Linked DNA regions of Gossypium hirsutum: regions 1 and 3 are each linked to region 2. The links are chromatin contacts, called in public Hi-C maps. All regions are on one chromosome and are shown on one strand. The core of a region is the stretch at or near the end of the contact, and the rest is flanking DNA. Distances in the headings are between cores, read along the strand shown. Region 1 holds the start of LOC107912955 (CBS domain-containing protein CBSX6). Region 2 holds the start of LOC107912960 (probable UDP-arabinopyranose mutase 5). Region 3 holds the start of LOC107912953 (zinc finger CCCH domain-containing protein ZFN-like).

The links. Hi-C and Micro-C count contacts between places; a contact is called where the count stands out from the background.
Region 1: a Hi-C map of leaf shows a contact between it and region 2, with 2.5 times the contacts expected there. The contact joins the promoter of LOC107912955 here to the promoter of LOC107912960 in region 2. A contact is called at or near these places in 3 of 34 Hi-C or Micro-C datasets (hypocotyl and leaf).
Region 3: a contact with region 2 is called in a Hi-C map of leaf, with 1.8 times the contacts expected there. The contact joins the promoter of LOC107912953 here to the promoter of LOC107912960 in region 2. A contact is called at or near these places in 2 of 34 Hi-C or Micro-C datasets (both in leaf).

Annotation. Positions count from the first base shown.
Region 1 is chrA13:99,352,240-99,355,106 of Gossypium_hirsutum_v2.1, forward strand. It overlaps LOC107912955 (CBS domain-containing protein CBSX6), which reads right to left and starts at 1,341. Exons shown (of 3, transcript XM_016841357.2): 1 at 889-1,341; 2 at 281-656. The coding sequence starts at 624.
Region 2 is chrA13:99,547,270-99,549,969 of Gossypium_hirsutum_v2.1, forward strand. LOC107912960 (probable UDP-arabinopyranose mutase 5) reads left to right here and starts at 1,382. Exons shown (of 2, transcript XM_016841364.2): 1 at 1,382-2,188; 2 at 2,281-2,700. The coding sequence starts at 2,408.
Region 3 is chrA13:99,301,280-99,304,141 of Gossypium_hirsutum_v2.1, forward strand. It overlaps LOC107912953 (zinc finger CCCH domain-containing protein ZFN-like), which reads left to right and starts at 1,370. Exons shown (of 6, transcript XM_016841354.2): 1 at 1,370-1,887. The coding sequence starts at 1,788.

The DNA.
Region 1 (2,867 bases), core at 91-2,590, 200 kb before region 2:
AAGATGCAAACCAAACCAAAGAAAGGCACATCACATATCCCCTTAATAGAGAGAAGATCCATACAATCAACGCTCAAAAACAAGAATCGGAACTCAAGAAAAATATCTCCTTCCACTAGAAATAATAAGAAACCACTCCAACATAAATTTCAAGTCATGATCGCATTCCTATGAGGTTAAGGTCATAGGTCAATTCTCTGAAATAGTAAAAATTCCAACATTTTTAAGCTGAAAGAAAAAAGAAGAGCAAGCGATTAAACATAAGCAGCAATGAACTAACCTGGTGCCAGGATCAACAATCTTCAAGAGAGTATTATTAGGGACAACAACATCAGAAACTTGTGTTTTCATAGCTTTGTCCTGATCTTCCAAACACTGAGATTTAGCTAAAAAGGAAATGATATCAAGTGAAGTTAAAATACCAACAAACCTCTGTTGTCTCATTTCATTGTTTTCAATCATTCCCACATGAGAACTTCTCTTCCAAACCGGTATCCCACACTCAGTTGATTCTCCTATTGCTCTTATAGCCGATTCTACTGTCTCTACATCGCAGAATTCAACCAACTCAGGCTTCCCCACCGTCAGATCCCCCACTACATGGTACAACAGCACCGATGCCATTCCTTAAATTTTCCGTTTTTTTACCGAGAAAACTGAAGAAAATAAAATATATAAAAACAAAGAAAAAAATCATCATTAAGACCTGAATCATTCATCCTGTTTCAGTAAAGGTTGTTTCTATTTTTAAATACCGGTTTGGCTTAATCAATTTAAAGTTGAATATTTTCCTTTGCTTTCCTACTTTCTCTAGCCAACCAAACACAACAACAAGAAGACTGGGTTTCCTACAAAACTTACATAAGTTCAATTTACAATATAAGATACCTTGTTTCTAAATCAAAGATCTGAGTGTTTTTTTCCCCTTGATTCACCTTCGAAAAGAAAGAAAGATCAGGGTTTATGTTGAAACCGGGAAAACCGGTGAGAAGGAAGAGTTATAAGAGAGAATGGAGGAAGATAAGGAGGAGGTGAATGCCGGTGATAGGTAATCTATAAAGGATCAGAAGAAAGCAAAGAGTTGGAGCCATTGAAGATGAGGAAGAAGAAGCAAAGAAGCAAAGTTATGGAAACGAAAGCCCATTCACGATGATCTATGACTTCAAATCTAGAGAGGATTGGTGTGGCAAATAAGCCTGAATTTAGGAGATAAATAGATTCACTTTGTTTTCGCCTTCTTTGGGTGTTTTTGCCGAATAATGATAAGATTTGAGAAAATGAAAAAAAAGTAGAAGTCTGCCAATTATTGAGAGAAGTGGCTAATTAGACCAGCTATCGTTTATTTATTTAATTTTTTTTTTGACGGAGAAATTATTATTATATCTATTAAAATTAATCTTATGGATTATCAGTTTGGCACATGTCTACCTCATTTCCTAGACACCTTGCAACCTCCTTTTTGTCATCACATGCCAAGCTCATTCAATGCTTTTTTTATATGGTATTTTAGAGAGATTGATTTATATGGTATTTTTTTGAGTTTTAATACACTTGAAAACAAATTTTAAAATTATTTGTTTATTATTATTATTATTATTATTTTTTAAAGATATAATGACTTGTTTAACCTTTTTAATTTTATAAAAATATTATTTTAACATTTTATTTAATTTTTAATCTTTTTTAATTCTTAATTTTTTTTTGTTAAATCACCTCAAAATAAATAGAAAAATTATTGTGACATACATGTGAATGATACGTCAGTATTTAATTAATTTTTTTTAATTTTAATTAAATATTAATATGTCATTTACGTGGAAATCTATGTATATGTCAGGTCAATAAAATTAACAAATGTTTTGAGGTAATTTGAAAAAAGAAAATGAAAGTTCAATAACTAAAAAAAGACTAAAATTTAAATAAGAAATTAAAATAATTATTTTTTATAAAGTTAAAAAATAAGTGATTATATATTCTTAAAATAATGCGTATGTTAACTCAAGGGTAGTTTTCTATTTTGGCAGATTCAAATGTTTTAGGATAATGTATTTAAAGAGTAAGTAAACATGTTAACTCGTAAAGATAATTTAAAATATTATTTTATTATCTAATCATTTTATTTATACATCCTATTATCTGATTATTGTATTTAAAATAATTGATTTACATGACAACTCACCAATCAATTTAAAAAAATTATATGTAACATGATAAACAATGATTTTAATTTTATTAATTATTTCTATTTTATTTTAATTCTTAAAATGATTAATTTGTGCATTTACTTGCATGTTGCTTAAATTCTATATTAGATCTGGTTGAAACAATATATTTTTAGTTTTTTTCTTTCTAAATGTATATTTAAAAGAGAGTTATGAAATTTTAAGTATATTTAAAAGAATTAATGCACGTATTTACGATTCTTTAAACCCTATCGAGTGTAGTACTAGTTGAACTAAATGGGCCGGTCTCAATTGAGTGTTTATTTTCTAGTAGAGTAAGAATGTCTTGAGTGAGAGTGAACAATTATATAATTGTGAGGTTGTAAGGTGGTTGTACATAAAAATTATTTAGGATCTCATTGGATAGAAGAAAGTAATTAAATGAAAATTTAATTAGACATCTTAATATATTGGGCTATTTTCTTCTCTCTCTTTTTCATTATTTTGCTACCATTTCACAATTATGTTGCTACTATTTTATTGTTATTATTTGGATATTGTATAACTCTTGTTTTATTATTAATTTTGTTATAATTTTAGAAGTATTTGTTTGTTAAGTTGCACCTATCTTAATGTTATTTAAGTATACATATTTTCTTAAAATTTATTTTCAATTTCTAGGGAAACATTTATTTTAATATTTTT
Region 2 (2,700 bases), core at 132-2,631:
AACATATTTTCTCTATATTTTTCATTTGTTAAAACATTTGTGCATATAGGTTAAGGTATTTTAGTTTGACATTTTTTGTTTCTTGCTTTTGGGAATCACAAGAAGGAAGGAAGTTCAAGAGGCACAACCGGGTCCGGTTCTTGACTGGATGTAGAGGGTAAGAATTGTGGTTGATGCGGCAAGTGGATTGGAATATTTGCACAAGAAGGTTCAGCCTTCAATTATCCACAGAGATATAAGATCTAGCAATGTCCTTTTTTTTGAAGACTTCAAAGCGAAGATTGCACATTTTAACCTCTCAAACTAGGATCTCGACATGGCTGCTCGTCTTCATTCTATTCGAATTTGGGAACCTTCAGCTATCATGCACCTGAGTATGTTATCTGAAGTTGCTTTATATCATTATTCATTCCTTTTCCAAACCAACCAGTCATTGTCAGTTGTTGACATAAATAATTGAAGGGAGGAAAACAAAAGGAAAAGCAGAAGAAAATGAAAAAAAAAGTCAAAATAACATAAAAAGAAAAAGTTAAATTACTCAAAATGAAAAAAATATAGGGACTAATTTATAATTTAACCTAAAATTTTCGTTTGAAATGATGATCTAACGTGCCAAGTTGCTGATCGTCACACCGTTAACAATAATTAATGGCTCAGTGACTAAAATGTTACAACACGATACCGTAAGTGACTAAAATGTAACATTTCAAATAGAAGTGACTAAAATGTAAAATGAGACAAATAAAAGTGACTATTTTAATAGTTTACCCATAAAGATTTTTATATGTTCGTCAACAAGGATATGATGTCTACTACTGGAGTCTATTAAAACATCCTCTTAAGTTGGATTGGATGACCTATCCCATTTTTGAAATTAAAATATGAGTGAATGATAAGGATAACTCAATCAATCCAGATTTGAAGTAGAAACCATTATTTTATCAGCCCATGATTCAACCGACCCAGTCCAATTCCACACGTGTGAATATAAACATCGAGTTTGTCTGAAGATGACGAATAGAAAAATTTGTCGAACACAGTGGACGGAGAAACCGCTGCAGATCTATCGCCTTCAATACCGCAAAAGGGGATCAAGAACTTAGACCAATTCTTCTTTATGTTTATATGATTTTTTTTTTGTAATTATACATATAATTTATAGTTATAGATCCAAGAATCTCATCTTCTTCTTTTTTATTTGTTTTTCAGAAAATATAAATTAACGAGAATGAAATTAGTAATTAAATGAATGAGAACCCCGCCTTGTTTGCTATCTCTAACTTTAGATTCTGCTGTCCATAACCTTTCCAATATCACTGATCTCTCTCCTCTTCCTGATCGCATTCTCATCGAACTCTTCTTGGTAAAATTTTCTTTCTCTTTCTTTCCCTTCTTTGTCTTCTTAGAGTTTTCTTGCCATCTGGATAGATGGGTAGTTTTAATTTCTTAATTGCTTTTTGGCTTTTTCTTTTTATGTAAAGCTATGAGTTGTTCATGTGTTGATTTGCATGTATGTATGGAGAAATTGAGTCATTTGATTTTGATGGGATATGGCTGAGTCTTCAGAGCGTACTTGATAATTTTATTGTTGTGTTGTCTAGTCTGTATTCTGCAATTTCAATTTTCTTTTGATTATCTAATTCAAATATTAAAGTGCATTTCTTTTATTTTTTTCAAGTCTCACCCTTAAGTTGAGTTTCTTCGATTTGATTCCTTTGTCTTTTGGATCACTTGATCTGAACATTTTGCTATTGGTGCCACTTGTTTACTAATTTTCTTTGCTATGATAATTTCTGTTTCCCTGTTTATTAAATTTAATACATTGCTGAATTAACCTCATTTGAGTTCTCTAAATTCTTTTCTGTTTTCCCTTTTGTCTTCCAAATGCTTTGAACCAGAAAATAATTGAAAAACAATTCAGCTCGTTGTTATTATTTTTCTTTCTGTCTGACTAGATTCATGGGTCAATCTTACCTCTGTAACCTTATATTATATGTAACTCTTGTGTGGTTCTAGTTGCATTCATTTAGTTAAGATAAATTCTCATGATTCTAGCAGAGAACATTGAGAGCTGGAAAGCTAACCGAGAGAGTTCTTAAGCTGTTCATAGCTACTGGCAAGGACGAGGTCTTCTCACTTATCCAGGCACTCAACATTCAAGTTACAGTTACCCCTGTCCTTCCTACCAGTAAGTTAGTTTCAGAATTTTTTTTTCTTTTTTTTTCTCTCTCCAAATGAGTTTTTAGCTGATTTCCAAATGGAATTTTGTTCCCTCCATAGGATGCTCCAAGAAATTCTGAGATTAGTTTAATCAGTGGAATACACAGTAGCTTGGTCTAAAGAGTAACGAAGCTGATTTTAAGAGGCTTGAGTATTCTGAATTCTGTTGACGTTTGTATTTGGCAAGATGTCTCTATCAATTAAGGATCATGAGATTGATATTGTTATAGGAGCACTACGTTCTGACCTGACATCTTTCATGAGTGAGTGGAGGCCTATATTCTCTCGATTTCATCTCATAATTGTTAAAGACCCTGATTTGAAAGAGGAGCTCAAAATTCCAGAGGGCTTTAACCTTGATGTCTATAAGAAGCCTGACATAGATTGTGTTGTGGGTACTTCTACTTCAACCATTTTCTCTGGCTATTCATGCCGGTATTTTGGCTATCTGGTTTCTCGGAAGAAGTACATTATCTCCGT
Region 3 (2,862 bases), core at 120-2,619, 250 kb before region 2:
TGAATAGTTCAGTGACCAAATTGTAACTTTCCCATAATTTAGTGACTAACAGTGTAGTTTACCCTAAATGTTTATACTTGGGCTTTATTGAGGGGGAGGACTTCTTCAAGAGAAGTCTTCAAAATGTCATCTGTTGAGTAATCTGCTAAAACGTCAACTGTGTTAGGTATTGTTCCTATATCGAAGTTTTGTCTCCCTCATCTACCAAGAGCCTTGATGGGTTCATAGAGGAGAAGCATCTCGGCTGGTGGAAATTCGACTTGTAAGACTTAAGGGAGAGATATCGGTATAGTGTGTTATATTAATTATGTAGTCACTTGTGTGTGGGCAGACTCAAACTACCAATCTAAGGCATTTATGCCACATACTTGTAAGTATTATACCACGCTATCTAGTAGACTACACTCTGGAGACTTTTTTCCAAAGAGTTGACCGTCCTCAACAATAAAAGACGCCTTCTATGAATCTAACTTCTTAAAAATAGACTTCAAATTTGGGCTTAAAATAGGCTTTAAAATGGATATCTAAAATTGGGCCTCAGCTTGAGCATTTAAAAACTTAAAACTGGACTCCCATTTGGGTCCCAAAACAGCAAATATGAAATGAAAAATGGAGTAATGAACAGATTTGAGCTTAATCAGAATAAACTGCTCTGCAAAATGGGTAAAAAATTAGAACTCAAATGGGCCCAACAAATGAACGTTTAGTGGGCTTTTGAGGGCCTCTTTAAATTGGGCAGGGAAAATGAATTTTAAAATGGACAAATATCAGATCAAACTTGGACCCAAAAACAAAATAACTTCCAATCATTTTCCACCAAAAATAAATTGGTTTAATTCCCACAAGTTTTAAGATATCAGTTTTGGCCCCAAAATCTAGAATGAAAATTTAATGTTGCTCTTTAAAATCTAGGAGTTAAAAGCATGAAAGATTGTAAAAGTCAAATCTGGGCTATCTTAACCAAAATTAAGGTCCTTTCTATACGTAGTTATAAAAAAATGTCAAACTTACCAAATTGTTGTACTAAGGTCATTTCACCATAAGATCTATGTCACTTATCTCTAGGACCACTATGAAGAATTATTCTATTTTCAACAATATTTCAAATTCTTTGATCACAATTTCTAAAATATAAAAAAAAAAAATTGGACATGTGTGCCTCGTGGTGTTGTGATTATATTTTCATATCTGAAATTGTAATAAAAGAAAAAAAGCAGGGAAAGTAAAACCGGTTTCCCTCCAGGCTCCAAGAGGTGGTAAAATTATGTAAACCACCAATAGGATTAGGTAACGACCAGAGTCAATTACAAATTTAACAGCCCATGACGTGGCTCTATAAAGTAATATACTGCGTATTTGCGCGTGTGCTAAAACTGAACAAAGGAAAGCAAATCAAATGAAAGTGGGTGGGTTTTGGATGGTTCATTTATTTTTCCCTTTTTATTTTTGTTTCTTTTTATTTTTTTTTGTTTTGTGTGGAGAAGAGAAAACAACGCTCTTTCGCTTCTATCAAAAATACATACAAATTAAATAAATTTGGAAAAAATATTAATTGTTTTTAAGAAAACAAAGACAGACTTTCCGTGAAGAAGAGCTCTCTTTTTTAGTATTTCTATAATTTTGTTTCTGTTGGCAAAGGAGGAAGGAGAGGGAAGAGGTTTTTTTTTTTCTTTTTTTTTGTGGTTAGGTGACAGCGCGGTTTTGGAACGTGGAATGAGAATTGGTGCGTGGAGGTGGTTCTAACGTGACAACGTTGAGTGATGGTGATGGAGGAAGATGACTGTTGAATGGGATTCTCATTCGATGCTGGAATTCCTATGTCACGAACAGCAACGGCGGCCGTGCCTGTCACTGAAGGATCCTCGCTTTCACCTTCGTTGAATCAAGGTCTCTCTCTCTCTATATATATTTGTTCATTGATTTACTCCGTTTCTTTATTATTTATTATGATGATGATCATTATTCTACGTTTTTTCCTTTGCGAAACGCAAGTGAAATACAGTTCATGTGTTTCGTTGGTTATTTTCTTGTTGGGAATTGTCCTTTTGCCCATTTTTATGGAGAATTCTGGTTTGATCATTGTTTAAAATCAGTTCTATTTTTCGTTAAGTTTTTAATTAAGAAATTATGTAAATTTTGATTTCTAATAATTAATTTAATTGCGTTTCAATCATTAACAGCAATTCAATTATGCAGTGATTTAGAATAAATTGTGCAAGCTTTGTTTGGGCTGCCGGGAAGAATTAGAGATTCCACGTTCTTAATTTTTTAAGTCAAATTCAAGGTTCTAGGAATTAAAATAAGATTTATAATTTTTTGTTATGATTTTTTCTCCTTTACCAATATGGTTTTTTTTTCTTTTTTTTTCATTTATTGCTTTATTACTTGTAGAAAAATATTAAGTTCTATATATATTTGGATAGGATTAAGGTGTATGTTGTTACTGCTTTTACTGATTATCTTTTCAATTTAGGTGAATTTGATCAAAATTTGATTAAAGAAAAGGCTATTCAAGCAATCTTTTCTTTGAATAAGAGGATGCACGCTTACATGGTTGCCAGACAATAGTTCACTTCATGTTTTCTATTTTCCTTTTTCTGGTTTCTTTGAAATTCCTTTCAACTTTCAAGAGTAAATAGGAGTTCTTTCTTTATCATTGTTCATTATAAGAAAAAAGTTAAGGTTGAGGATCAAGTAGAGTTAGGTTTCTCCTCTTTTACATGTATGCTATTTATAAGAAACTATAGTCCTCATGTAGAAGAGGGAGACATAACTTAAAGTGTCACGATTCTGCAATGAGTTCATTGGCTTGTGATAGATATAGGGGTGTAATCGTGCTAAGGTGAGCTCGAGAAGTAAAAA